Linked DNA regions of Mus musculus: all the other regions are linked to region 1. Evidence: chromatin contacts called from public HiCAR-type and HiChIP or PLAC-seq data. All regions are on one chromosome and are shown on one strand. Each heading gives the region's core, a stretch centred on a gene start, on an enhancer-like site or on the middle of the called end of the contact. The rest is flanking DNA. Distances are from core to core; before and after follow the strand shown. Region 1 overlaps Cenpf (centromere protein F). Region 2 overlaps Kcnk2 (potassium channel, subfamily K, member 2). Region 3 has its middle 150 kb from the start of Gm36561.

Region 1 (4,236 bases), core at 847-3,346:
AAGGCATGTGCTGGATTAAAGGCATGTGCCACCATACCATGTGATAGCTTTCAGGGTTTTTGTGACTAGTCTTCTCTACCCCAGTCAGGTCAGTTTCTTTCCTGGGAGGAGACAATATGAGCAGATACAAAGGCACTCTTAGCAAGTGCAGCCTGCACTACCTGATTGCACTTGAGCCTGTTTTCCTTAAGTCACTGTTGGCTTACATTGACTCTGAGACAAGAGCTGGCCTTTTCTCATCCTAGTTCATTTGTATTAAATGTCCTACCTATCTTAGGAAGTGCAAGGTGATATAACCATATAGAAGAAGCCATTTGGTTTTAAGGTATAATATGATTTCTCCTTGATCCTTTTTCTTACTGTGGTGTCTTTGAAATCTTTTATCTTTGTAATAAGGAATAACCTGTTAATTTTCCATTTCATCTGATGACTACCAAGGCAATTAGGAAGTTTAATACATTGTTTTCCATGACTGAGGGGAAACTATGTTTTGTAGTTAATTTACTGTTATTGAACCTTTGTACCTGCATGCACAAACATCTGACCTCTATTGCTAGCCCAGCGAACCCAGCCAAACAGCTAATCAGTGCCATTACCAACAAGCAGCTCTTTTGCCCTTAGGGTTTGCTGACATCCCAACTGGAAAGACAAGCCCATATATCCTTCGGAGAACAACCATGGCAACCAGGACCAGCCCCCGCTTTGCTACACAGAAGTTAGTGGGATCTTCCCCATCTCTGGGCAAAGAAAATGTTGTAGAGTCCTCCAAACCAACAGCTGGTGGCAGCAGATCACAAAAGGTAACGTGTGAATGTCATTTCCTCCCTGTTATCCTGGAAGTGTGTTAGCAGGCCTAGGGATGGATATTATGGCAGGCTCTGACTCAGGGGCCTGAGTGAGCAAGTCCAAGGATGCACATCAGTGTCCTGAGGGCTCCTTGTCAGTAGCTCTCTGGGAAGTGTCGCTGTTGTGGGAAACCCAGCACATTCGTCCGAGAGTTTCAAGTGGCTTCAGTGGTTTGTAGAGGTTGTTTTCCTTAGGGCACTGGTTCTGGTCACTGTTTGTCTGCCCTCCCCATCAAAGCTCCTAATTCTCTATGGCTTATAGTCACTACAATGGGCAAAAGGTGAAGAATATTTGCTTGGTGATTTTTATTTCTAATACTGTAATTCCTACTAGTAGCACCATTTCTGTAAGCAGTGGCACGTGTTTCACTTAACTTTTATTTTTAAATCTCAGGTTTGCCATGAACTCACTGTGTAGCCAAGGATGGCCTTGAACTTGTGATCTTTGTGCCTCCACCTCCTGAGTGCTGGAGTTCTAGATGTGCACCAGCACTCTCCATTTATGCTTTGTGTATGCTTGGCAAGCTCTCTGCCTTATCCCTACATCTTACTTCACTCAGGGTTTATTCATTGTTCTCTTACACTGTAGTGCTGTAAAAGAATGAAGAGAATGACATTCATGAGGAAGCCTCCCCAGGTTCACACCTCTCTTTTGCAGCTTGTTTGTATTTCTCAAACTACGAACCATGGGGATATTCTTGGCAATTTCTAGAGTAACTTGAAGAAGTTTTAAATTTTTGTGATGTTACTTTGCTCACCTGTCAGAGTTTATATGCAATCCAATAACATTCAACAAGTACGGTGGCTCCCATATACTATTACACGAGTGAGCACAGCTCTCGGATCTTAGAGACATTGGTGATTAGTTGTATCAGAGCAGCAACACATTGCAAATTGGTTTGTTTTGATTGATGACATTCTGTATACAGTTAAACCTTGTAATTCGCTTTCTCCTAGCTTGTAGATGTGAATGTTACCTTGAAATTAGTAATAAGATTTTATAAAGATAAGAAACTGTCCTATGAAGTCCCCACAGAGTCTGTTCTTTTTTCTTTCTTTTCTTTTATTAGGAATTGATAGTAAAGGCCATTTGCATGTGGTGTTCATATTTATTACCTAATAGAAAGGTTTTTGCACACTAGGGGGCCTGCACTCTACACTGCTGTCGAACCTGCTGGTACAGAGCAGTAACCATGGTTTCCTGCAGACTGTGTTCTCTGCATGCAGTAGTTGGCACCAGCAGTTATGAATTACAAAGCAGTTTTGTGCACTTGAATGGCAGGGGACCCTCTTAAAGCCAGGGACTAGGAGACTATGATTAGATTCACATTTTAAGAACCCAGCCCAGTCTTTTTCAGTTTTAGTCAGCGTTTTCTGGCCTCTCTGTTCGACTGAAGTGCTTTGGCACTAAAAACTGAAATCTCCCCTAAAGTGAAATCTGGCAATCTTATATTAGTTATTAATAACTGATGAGTTCAATGTAGAAAAAAATGGGTAAGATGCGTTGGACGCAGTATTCTGCTCATTATGTCACTAGGAAATGCTAGTCTGCAGGAGACAAAGGAGCTGCTGTTTATAGACTTGATTCCCTGAATGGTGCTGCTTCCTGGGCTGGCCTCTGTAACTTGTAAGGCCACTGTGGATGGTGTGAGGCTGTGAGTACAGGGTCAGCTGGCAGCTCTTTGAGGACATTGTATTTTCCCCTGCTAGTAGGATTTATTTCCACCAGGTCACCACATCTATCCTTTCCATCCTGGCTGCAGGCATCACTGGTAAGATGGGTAGTGGCACTGTGATAGAAGCAGGGCCTTGCCAGGCTGTGGACAGAGAGAGCACTGTCCAGAAGCAAACTGTCTACATGAGCATCACACTCACAGTGTCACTGACTCAATTCTGTGTCAGACATGAAGTTCTGAGCTCAGTGAAATCCAAGGGACTGCAGTCCCTGGCTTAGGCCTTGCTGTTTCAGTTCCTTCTCTCTGAGTGATCCATCATTCTCTCTGCTTCCGTCCTTTCCTTCTTCCCATCTGAACCTAAATACTGAAAACCCTAGGACTCTTAGATCAAGGGAGACCTTGTCTTGGTGTCATTGCTTCTTTTTAAAAGAAAAGAAGTGATATCACCAACAAACCTTTTTTTCCCTTCAACTTTTCACCAACTCCTGGTCCTTGGCTACTGGCTTTTCAGTGTCCTATGCACAGGATCTGAGGTGAGAGCAGGCTTTCAAGGGGTTTGACTTATATTTACTGTATTTTCTGTAGGGCAAAGTATCTAACTGCTGTTAAAGCCACATGCTTTCTGTAGAAAGAATATAAATGGGAAAATAATCTCCAGTTTTATTTTTGTTTCAGAATCTTCAGAACTTAGAAATCTTACTTAGGGAGGGTCTGTTGTATGCTTATTTTTGGGACACCACACTGAAGACCAATCTGTACTTGCAAAGTAGCCTTTTTAAATTTTTCTTACCTTTTCCTTCTTGGGGAGGGGTAAGGTACAGTACTGGGCAGAATTATTGAACATACTGCTTCGTGCATTTCTGTAGATTTTCACAACTGAGCTACATCCCCAGCCTTCTTTTTTAATTTTTAAGATAGTGTCTCGCTAAGTTGCCTGACTTGCCTGAATTTGCTTTCTAGCAGAATCAAGCAGACCTTAAAAATTGCCATCTTCTTCCTCTCTCAGTCTCTTGAGCATCTGGGATCCAGGTCTGAGCCACTGGGCCCATTAATGACTGGTTTTGCTTTCAGCTGCTCACTATTGTGCAAGCTGGTCTTGAACTCCTGGGCTCAGCTGATCTCATCTTGCTGCCCTGCTTTCTTCTGGAGGTTTTGTACTTGAAACTTTCATTCTTGCCTTTAACTTTTTGTTTTTGTATTTCCTTGTATTTCATCTTATTTTGGGACAGGTCTCTTATTGATCACCAAGTAGAATAGGCTATTTAGCCAGCAATCCCTACAGTGCTGTCATGTCTCAAATGTATATATATTAGGTCCTCAGGTTTACAGTACAAGCACTGTGCCAACAGCCTGGTCTCCAGCCCTTCTTATCCAATTCTCATCCTTACAGTTCCTCACTGTTGTGTATGTCATATGCTTTGACTCCTCACCTATAGCAACATCTTACCTTTCCTTACAGTTTTGTTTTCTGGTATAATTTCTTTCATCTAAAAGACAACACCATGTGAGATTTGTTCTTTCTGGACTTAATTATTAGATAATTGTTTTCCAAATCCAGTATGGAATCAACACTAATAAGAGAGTGATTGACACTTCTATATGGGTCCTTGGTGTTTGACATATTGTAAATATGGTGTTTTCCTCTGAAGTCAGTTATCTGCATTTGTATTGCACTTACTGTGAATGCCACAGGAACTCGGGACTTATGAGCCAGG
Region 2 (4,138 bases), core at 1,555-4,054, 340 kb after region 1:
TGTCAGGCACTGGCAGAGCCTCTCAGGAGACAGCTATATCAGGCTCCTGTCAGCAAGCTCTTGTTGGCATACACAATAGTGTTTGGGTTTGGTGGTTGTATATAGAATGGATCCCCAGGTGGGGCAGTCTTTGGATGGTCATTCCTTCAGTCTCTGCTTCATACTTTGTCTCTGTAATTCCTTCCATGGGTATTTTGTTCCCCCTTCTAAGAAGGATAAAAGTATCCACACTTTGGTCTTCCTTCTTCTTGAATTTCATGTTATTTTTTAATTGTATCTTGGATATTCTGAGCTTCTGGACTAATATGCACTTATCAGTGAGTGAATATCATGTGTGTTCTTTTCTGATTGGGTTGCCTCACTCAGTGTGATATCCATTTGCCTAAGAATTTCATAAATTCATTGTTTTTAATAGCTGTGTAGCTATTGTATAAATGAACCACATTTTTCTGTATCCATTCCTCTGTTGAGGGACATCTGGGTTCTTTCCAGATTCTGGCTATTATAAATAAGGCTGCTATGAACATAGTGGAGCATGTGTCTTTATTACATGTTGGAGCATCTTCTGGGTATATGCCCAGGAGTGGTATTGATTCTTAGCATCTAATGAGATGATCATATTGTTTTTTTACTTTGAGTATGATTATATAATGGATTACATTGATGGAGTTTTGTTTGTTGAATCATCCCTGCCTCCCTGGGATGAAGCCTACTTGATCATGATGCATGATCATTTTCATGTGTTCTTGGATTTGGTTTGTGAGATTTTTATTGAGTATTATTGCATTGATATTCATAAGGGAAATTGGTCTGAAGTTCTCTTTCTTTGTTGGGTCTTTGGTTTAGGTATCAGAGTAATTGCGGCTTCATAGAACGAATTGAGTAGAGTACCTTCTGTTTCTATTTTGTGAAATAGTTTGAGGAGAGTTGGAATTAGATCTTCTTTGAAGGTCTGTTAGAACTCTGCACTAAACCTTTTTTTTTTTTTTTTTTTTGGTTGGGATACTATTAATGACTGTTTCTATTTCTTTAGGGGATATGGGATGGCTTAGATTGTTAATCTGATCTTGATTTAACTTTGGTACCTGGTATCTGTCTAGGAAGTTGTCCATTTCATCCAGGTCTTTTAGTTTTGTTGAGTATAGCCTTTTGTATTAGGATCTGATGGTGTCTCGGATTTCCTCAGGTTCTGTTGTTATGTCTCCTTTTTCATTTTTGATTTTGTTAATTAGGATACTGTCCCTGTGCCCTCTAGTTAGTCTGGCTACGGGTTTATCTATATTGTTGATTTTCTCAAAGAACCAGCTCCTGGTTTGGTTGATTCTTTGAATAGTTCTTTTTGTTTCCACTTGGTTGATTTCAGCCCTGAGTTTTACTATTTCCTGCCATCCATTCCTCTTGGGTAAATTTGCTTCTTTCAGGTGTGCTGTCAAGCTGCTAGTGTATGCTTTCTCCAGTTTCTTTTTGGAGGCACTCAGAGCTATGAGTTTTCCTCTTAGGAATGCTTTCATTGTGTCCCATAAGTTTGGGTATGTTGTACCTTCATTTTCATTAAACTCTATAAAAAGTCTTAAATTTCTTTTTTTATTGCTTCCTTGACTAAGTTATCATTGAGTAGAGTGTTGTTCAGCTTCCACATGTATGTGGGCTTTCTATTGTTTATGTTGTTATTGAAGATCAGCCTTAGTCCATGGTGATCTGATAGGAGGCATGGGATTATTTCAATCTTCTTGTATCTGTTTGAGGCCTGTTTTGTGACCAATTATATGGTCAATTTTGGAGAAGGTACCATGAGGTGCTGAGAAGAAGGCATATCCTTTTGTTTTAGGATAAAATGTTCTATGGATATCTGTTAAATCCATTTATTTCATGACTTCTGTTAGTTTCACTGTGTCTCTGTTTAGTTTCTGTTTCCATGATCTGTCCATTGCTGAGAGTGGGGTGTTGAAGTCTCCCAGTATTATTGTGTGAGGTGCAATGTGTGCTTTGAGCTTTACTAAAGTTTCTTTAATGAATGTGGCTGCCCTTGCATTTGGAGCATAGATGTCCTTGATAAGCTTTATATGAATATTGGACACTCCTTTTATTTAAGCTTTGGTCTGGCATGGATATACAGCCTAAAAGGTAGAGTGGAGATCAATGACTTTATGGGAAAAGCAAATATAATTTTCCTAATATAAGATGGAAGTGCATGTTGTTAACCAGCAGAGTAAAGCTTCCTTTGTCAGATCTTAGATTAATAATTAATTCTCTTCCTTTTTATTTTGAGACATGGTTTCATGTAGCCCAGTGAGTCTGGAATTTACTATGTAGCTGATGTTGGCCTTTAACTGAGACTCTTCCTGTCTTCAACCTTAAGCACTGGGATTGCAGGCATGTGTCACCACACCCTACTTATCTTATCGTATCTTATTTATTTATTCATTCATTTATATCAGTTTATAAACATATGTGTGTTATTGCCCCATCCTGTAGACAAAATATTGTAAAATTATGTTCTTAGCGTCAGCCCCCAGTGTGATTTTCCTGCCTTTCCAAATCCTATGTTGAAGTCAGTGGCCTTACAGCCATCTCCTAGGTTATACCCGCAGCTTGCCCTGTTTCTCCTTCTAGAACGCTCTCTTTCTTGCTGCTTGAATGGCCTCTAGCTGCTTGCTTCTGCGTGTACTTTGGTTTTCTGTTTCCTTCTTCTACTTCCTCTTTGCTTCATCTTTTCCTTTTCTTTTGTTTACCCCACCACACACAGGCAGGGTTGGAAGGTGGCCAGGACCTTTAGTATTGCTCTAAGTGTTCTTATCCACACAGTGACTTGGCATCCTGGCAGAGTGGGAGAATGTGTATCAAGGCCTCTGCCCCCTCTGTGCTTTGTGTGGCTCTTGTGGTTCCTTCTGGTTTGCCAGGACTAGACCAGGCTTTAACTTTTCTGGTTACACTGTATTCAGCTTGTTGAATGGTTCAGATTTATATAAGGCATCTTTTCCTTCCACCTCCTGGCACTCAGATACAAATTGAATAAATGTATCTAAATATATCCAGTGGAAATATATTACTGCTGCTAATTAGGAGACACCAACAGTATTAAATTGGGTGGCTCACTCCTAGAATCCCAGCTCTCTAGGGGCAGAGGCAGGTAGAACTCTGGGTTAGAGTTCTACCCACTCTAGTCTATATAGTGAGTTCCAGGGCTGTGGAAGGTACTCAGCAAGATCCTGTCTCAACAAAAGAGCTAGGAGCCGGTGAGATGGCTCAGAGATTAAGAGCACTGGCTGCTCTCCCAGAGGATCTCAGGTCAATTTGTCACACTGCATGCTGATGCACAACTGTCTAACTCTAGTTCCAGGGGATCTGATGCCCTATTGTGTTCTCCATGGGCACTAGGATTCTGTGTGTGATGCACAAACATACACGCAGGCAAATAATCCTCATAAAATACAATTTAAAAAGTTAAATAGGGAATAGCTGCAAAGACTTCAAAATGCCTGAGAATATGATTATGCTCTGTTGGCAACAGCTGAGGAAGGACTTAGGGCTATAGACACTAAAAAATAAATACATGTATGTTGTAAAAACCGCTCTGCTTTAGGGATTAGGAGTTAATTTTCCTTTCAGGATTCTATTCAGTCAACTCAATATTATTTTCATGATTAACAATCCTACGTGCACAGGACCAGGAAAGTGAACTCAGACGATCAACAGTGTGTCTGTCTCTTTCTGGCCCTTTGATGGATGGCTCCACCCCCCAGTCCTCTTGTCCCGTTTTGGGTTTTAAAGTTTTGTTTCTACTAATAGGAGTTCAGCTTACACTTCAAAGGGAGTGATAAACACGCTGTGTGCCTCACTAGCCTGCATAAAAATAGTTTTGACCTGCAAATGCACAATCCCTAAATAGAGGGGAAGATGTGGGGAGATGGCTCAGAGGGGCACTTCTGAGTCTGTCGGGCAGAATTCTCCTCCCGCAGGAGCTTACTCTCACCAAGCTAGAAGAACCAGGGCTTCGTTTTAAATAAAAGGCTTAAATGTTGGCACCTTTTCCTTAAATGCCTATTTTGAAAACAAAATTAAAAAATATATTTTAGCTCAAATTGTTTCTAGTAGTGCTCAATAAATTAAAAGGTTATATGACCCTTCTTAGAAAATC
Region 3 (3,964 bases), core at 173-2,672, 460 kb after region 1:
ACGTGGTGTGGCATCAGCAGCTCAGATCTGTTTAAGGCCTCTCCGTGGTTCTAGGCTGAGGTCCATTTTGACACTTTCTATGGTGGATGCCACCAAAGATCTGCAGAGGCTTCTTCATGCTGAGCCCTGCTACTTCAGACTTACCCTGCACTCAACCTACTGCTCATATCTACATTTGCATTAGAGTCCAACCAAGAGACTAGTATGAACCTGGGGAAAGGAGGTGCTAGACACTTTCAATTGCTCTGTGCCTGGCGGCACTGTGTACAGTTGGGCACTTTGGGGAATTCCTCAGGGCTGGGCATTCAGGTTCTCTGGATGTAGGACGAGCCATCATGGTATTTTTTCCCTGAGTAACCATTGTTGGTGGTAACTATAGTAACCCCAAAGGAAATACAGTTTTTACGAAGAGTATACTCCCTTTAAATTATTTTATTTTATGAGTTTAGAAGTGCTGCCTACATGTATGCCTGTGTACCATGTATGTGCCTAGTGCCCACAGAGACCAGCAGTGGGCATCAGATTTCCTAGGACTGGCGTTAGTTGTCTATCACCCTGTGGGTGGTAGGAATTGAACACAGCTCCTCTGGAAGAACAGGTGGTTTTCGTAACTGCTGAAGTACATATAGTTTCAGGCCAAGGGTAGAGTGTGCTTGAAATAGGAAAATGTACATAAAATTTCCTTTCTGATGACTTTTTTTTTTCACTCTTTACTAATAAGACTTTTGTTACTCGGAAAATACGGGCACATCTTTCCTGAAGAGAATTAAGAATTAATAAATAGAAATGACTCTCCTGGACTTTCTTCACAACATGGAATTTCTTAAGAACTGAAAGACAGCCATAGCAGGGTCCCCCCTCAAGGGAACCTACCCCCCCCCCAATTTGGGCTCGGTGGACAATGTTAAAGATATAGCATTACTGATATCATTGCTGTAACATGGTAAAATACCATATTCTTAAAATAGCACTTTAAAGAGGAAGGAAATGGATTGTGTATATTTATCCCATGTTTGAATGCGTGATTATAACTTAATCTAAACTCATTCAAAATTACACACTGAACAGACATCCAGAATGAACTATTATGCTTTCTCCTAGTGTTACAGCTTCTCCTTAATTGAGTGCATTCACAAATAATTACTCATTTGCTGCCTTTTGGTGGCCCTCAGCAGTTTCATTGTTGGTGCGTTCTCAGACACTCAGATTTCCAGACAAATTTTCTTTGGCTAACTATGTTTAGCCTGAACGTGAGTCTGGAAAATGAGCTAGCCACTGCCCCTTCATTTGTCTTTAATTTGTTTATGTTTACTGTCGCCAGAGGCATCTGTGTCTTTAAGGCTTGTCACACTCAGTGGGCTATTTTCTGCAGTATCAGGTGCCCACAGTGCTATCCAGCAGGAACTGAAAGCAGCCAGGACTTCACTGCAGCCTTTTGTGAGAGGCCAAGGTCACGCTGTGCAGCAAAGCTTGGAGAATTCTTCCCAGCCTCAGGGTTCTTCAAAGCTCTGTCTATCGCAGACAGTTTCTCTGCCCCCACATCTTCTCCACCCCACGGCTCCCCCACTCTACTCCCTCCTGATACCACCAGTATGCTTTCTCTGCTTCTCTGATTTTCCTTCTTGTGGGTCTCTGCCCGTCCTGACGGTATGAAGTGCAGGCCTCCACAGGCTTTGTACCACTAGGCATCTAGTCAGGGAACCAAGCAAGGGCTGAGAGAGAGCAATGGGAGTTAACTGTCTAAGAAATGGGAAGGAAAACAGGTACCAGGGATAGTAAGTATAGAAAGTGCCTGCTACCCAGAAAGTCGAGTGTCACAATGCACAGTGCCAAAGAGCACTCTGTCTGTTACTTTTACTGGGGAGAAGTTAAAGTGACCTGTATATCCCAAAAGGAGCAATGACAGTAGACCCAAGAAACTAGTCCATCCAAGAGTAGTTTAGCGAACCAGAGTTTACTGGGGCTACGTACACGTGATCAGTTTCTTCTAACAACAAGGTGACTCTAAGGCACCTGTGTTAGTGAGTCACCCCAGTGCAGGTAACTCACAGGAGCTCCCTCTCCTTAGCTCTGTGCACAATTTGCAGGCAGGTCTGCTAGTCAGAGAGTCTGCTCTCTCTGGAGGTCCTTACTGCTTCTATAACCTCGGGGAGGAACCTTTGAGTCTTGTAACTTTCAGGAACTTCCTGAGTTGTCTACCTTTGAATTTTAAGTGTCTCTCCCCTCCCCTCTGAAGGAAACCCGTCTGTAGCCATCAAGGACACATTTCCAGCTCTTCTGAAGATCCTTTGGGACATTAACAAAGCATGTTCAAATTTGGCTTGTGCTGCCTCAGAAACAGAAAATGAAATAATAATAATAACAATAATAATAAAACCATTCAGTGCTGTGTGTTTTCACTTTCTTTTTTGGGTGTGTGTGTGTGTGTTTTCACTTTCAATGGTTATGATGGTTAATCTTGATTATTGTCTAGACAGCATTTAGTGTCTCCCAGAAGACACGTCTGGGCTAGTCCATTAGAGTGCTTCCATAGAGGTTCTACTAAGGTCGGATGACACGCTCTGAGTGTGGGTGGTGTCTTCCCATGGGCTAGGTTCCCTGAAAAAGATAGTGGAGCATCAGACACAGCACTCTACTTGCTGACTGCAGACATGATCTGAGAGCTGCCTCGTGCCTCTGCTGCTGCAAGTATAGCCACACTGGGGTCATGATAGATTGTACCCTCAGTCTGTGGCCAACGTAGACTCTCCCTTCCTTCCTCAACTTGATTCTGTCAGGTACTTTATCCCAGCAATTGACTAGTGCAGTGGGGAACAGTCAAATTTTCCATACCTCAGGACCATGGATTTGTATTTTACCCAGTTTGTCCCCCATGCTAAAGTTCCCTATCAGGAAGTATCTGAAATCCTATTGCTTCATGCACATGTGCTCTGTTTAGCAAAACAAGATACACATAGTAGGCCAGTGCGGTAGAGTGTGAAATTGTCAAGGCATCCAGACCTCTGTGGGGCACTCACCCCAAGGACTAAAGACAGGGCAGAGTTCTGAGGGAAAAAAGGCAAAGGCTCAGTGCTGGCCCTGTAGGGAAGCAAGCACGACACCAGCACTCCTTGCCCTGAATCAGTGCTAAGGAAACAGCACCTGTCTGGTTAATGATTGCTTTCTCGTGCCTGGGCTTGTGCATACATACTCATACAAGGTAGATATGTTTGCATACTGTAAAAATTCCAGCAACGGGGAGGCTGAGGCAGGGGGAATGACAAGTTTTAGGTACCTGGGATATATAATGAGCTTCATGGAAGCCAGTACAAAATAGGAAGGCTCTCTGTCAAAAAGACACATAAGCAAACACACAGAGATTATATCCAAAAAAGCCACTGCCATAGAAGCCACAATATTATTCATTTCATAATTTCAAATTATTCTCCTAGATCCACAAACACTGTGCCCAAGCTGAGCATTTAGCCTAAATGGGGAACAGCACCAATTTCTGAATCTTTCAAGAGATGACACTAAATTCTGCCGTGGATTTTATCAGAGACAAAGACAGGGATGCAGCTGTGTAGCTAGGACACTAGTCTTATGAAATACTTAGAACACGGGACAAGCTATCTCAGCGTTTCCAATTGACTAGAGCTTTGAAACATTCTCTAACCTGTTCTCAATAGACCCTCGTTTCTATTGGTGGAGTGTAGAGTAGGATTGTAGGAATCTGGCAGCTTAGAGGGGCCAGGTGCCTCTGAAGCATGCTGAGGTCCCCCCACATCCAGGGCACATCTCTGATAAATTAATTTGAGTTTCTTTGTGAGAAATTTAAAAGGTTTCCTGGAAGAATAGACAACTGGTCTAGGGCAGTCGCCTCCCTCCAGAGTCTGAAACTTCATTTGAAAGCCTCAGTTCATGAATTCACATAGGTTGGGAACCTCAGTGAGAAGCCATTACTCCCCCAACCCCCCACCACTAT

What was found. HiCAR-type assays count read pairs that join an accessible place to other places. HiChIP or PLAC-seq counts read pairs in DNA pulled down with a chosen protein or histone mark.
Region 2: a contact with region 1 is called in an H3K27ac HiChIP or PLAC-seq map of oligodendrocyte precursor cells, with 4 times the contacts expected there. The contact joins two enhancer-like sites. A contact is called at or near these places in 1 of 15 datasets of contacts at CTCF or cohesin (the NIH/3T3 cell line), 8 of 484 Hi-C or Micro-C datasets (adipose-derived mesenchymal stem cells, embryonic stem cells, gonadal supporting cells and 4 more), 2 of 115 datasets of contacts at active chromatin or transcription factors (oligodendrocyte precursor cells and stem cell-derived neural progenitor cells) and 1 of 9 other capture datasets (pancreatic islet).
Region 3: a contact with region 1 is called in a HiCAR-type map of astrocytes, with 3 times the contacts expected there. The contact joins two enhancer-like sites. A contact is called at or near these places in 1 of 15 datasets of contacts at CTCF or cohesin (the NIH/3T3 cell line) and 2 of 115 datasets of contacts at active chromatin or transcription factors (astrocytes and stem cell-derived neural progenitor cells).

The regions. Positions count from the first base shown.
Region 1 is chr1:189,643,366-189,647,601 of GRCm38.p6, reverse strand. It overlaps Cenpf (centromere protein F), which reads left to right. Exons shown (of 18, transcript NM_001081363.2): 17 at 622-800. Among named protein-coding and RNA genes, the nearest start is that of Gm30088, 26 kb to the right of the region's middle. Within about 2 kb of position 2,096, at least 32 of the 459 cell types and tissues checked have an H3K27ac peak or open chromatin away from gene starts, as enhancers often do. A contact at or near this core is called in astrocytes and oligodendrocyte precursor cells, where this site is marked.
Region 2 is chr1:189,309,002-189,313,139 of GRCm38.p6, reverse strand. All of the region lies in intron 2 of Kcnk2 (potassium channel, subfamily K, member 2), which reads left to right. Among named protein-coding and RNA genes, the nearest start is that of A430027H14Rik, 32 kb to the left of the region's middle. Within about 2 kb of position 2,804, at least 11 of the 459 cell types and tissues checked have an H3K27ac peak or open chromatin away from gene starts, as enhancers often do. A contact at or near this core is called in oligodendrocyte precursor cells, where this site is marked.
Region 3 is chr1:189,182,884-189,186,847 of GRCm38.p6, reverse strand. No RefSeq gene overlaps it. Among named protein-coding and RNA genes, the nearest start is that of Gm36561, 150 kb to the right of the region's middle. Within about 2 kb of position 1,422, at least 33 of the 459 cell types and tissues checked have an H3K27ac peak or open chromatin away from gene starts, as enhancers often do. A contact at or near this core is called in astrocytes, where this site is marked.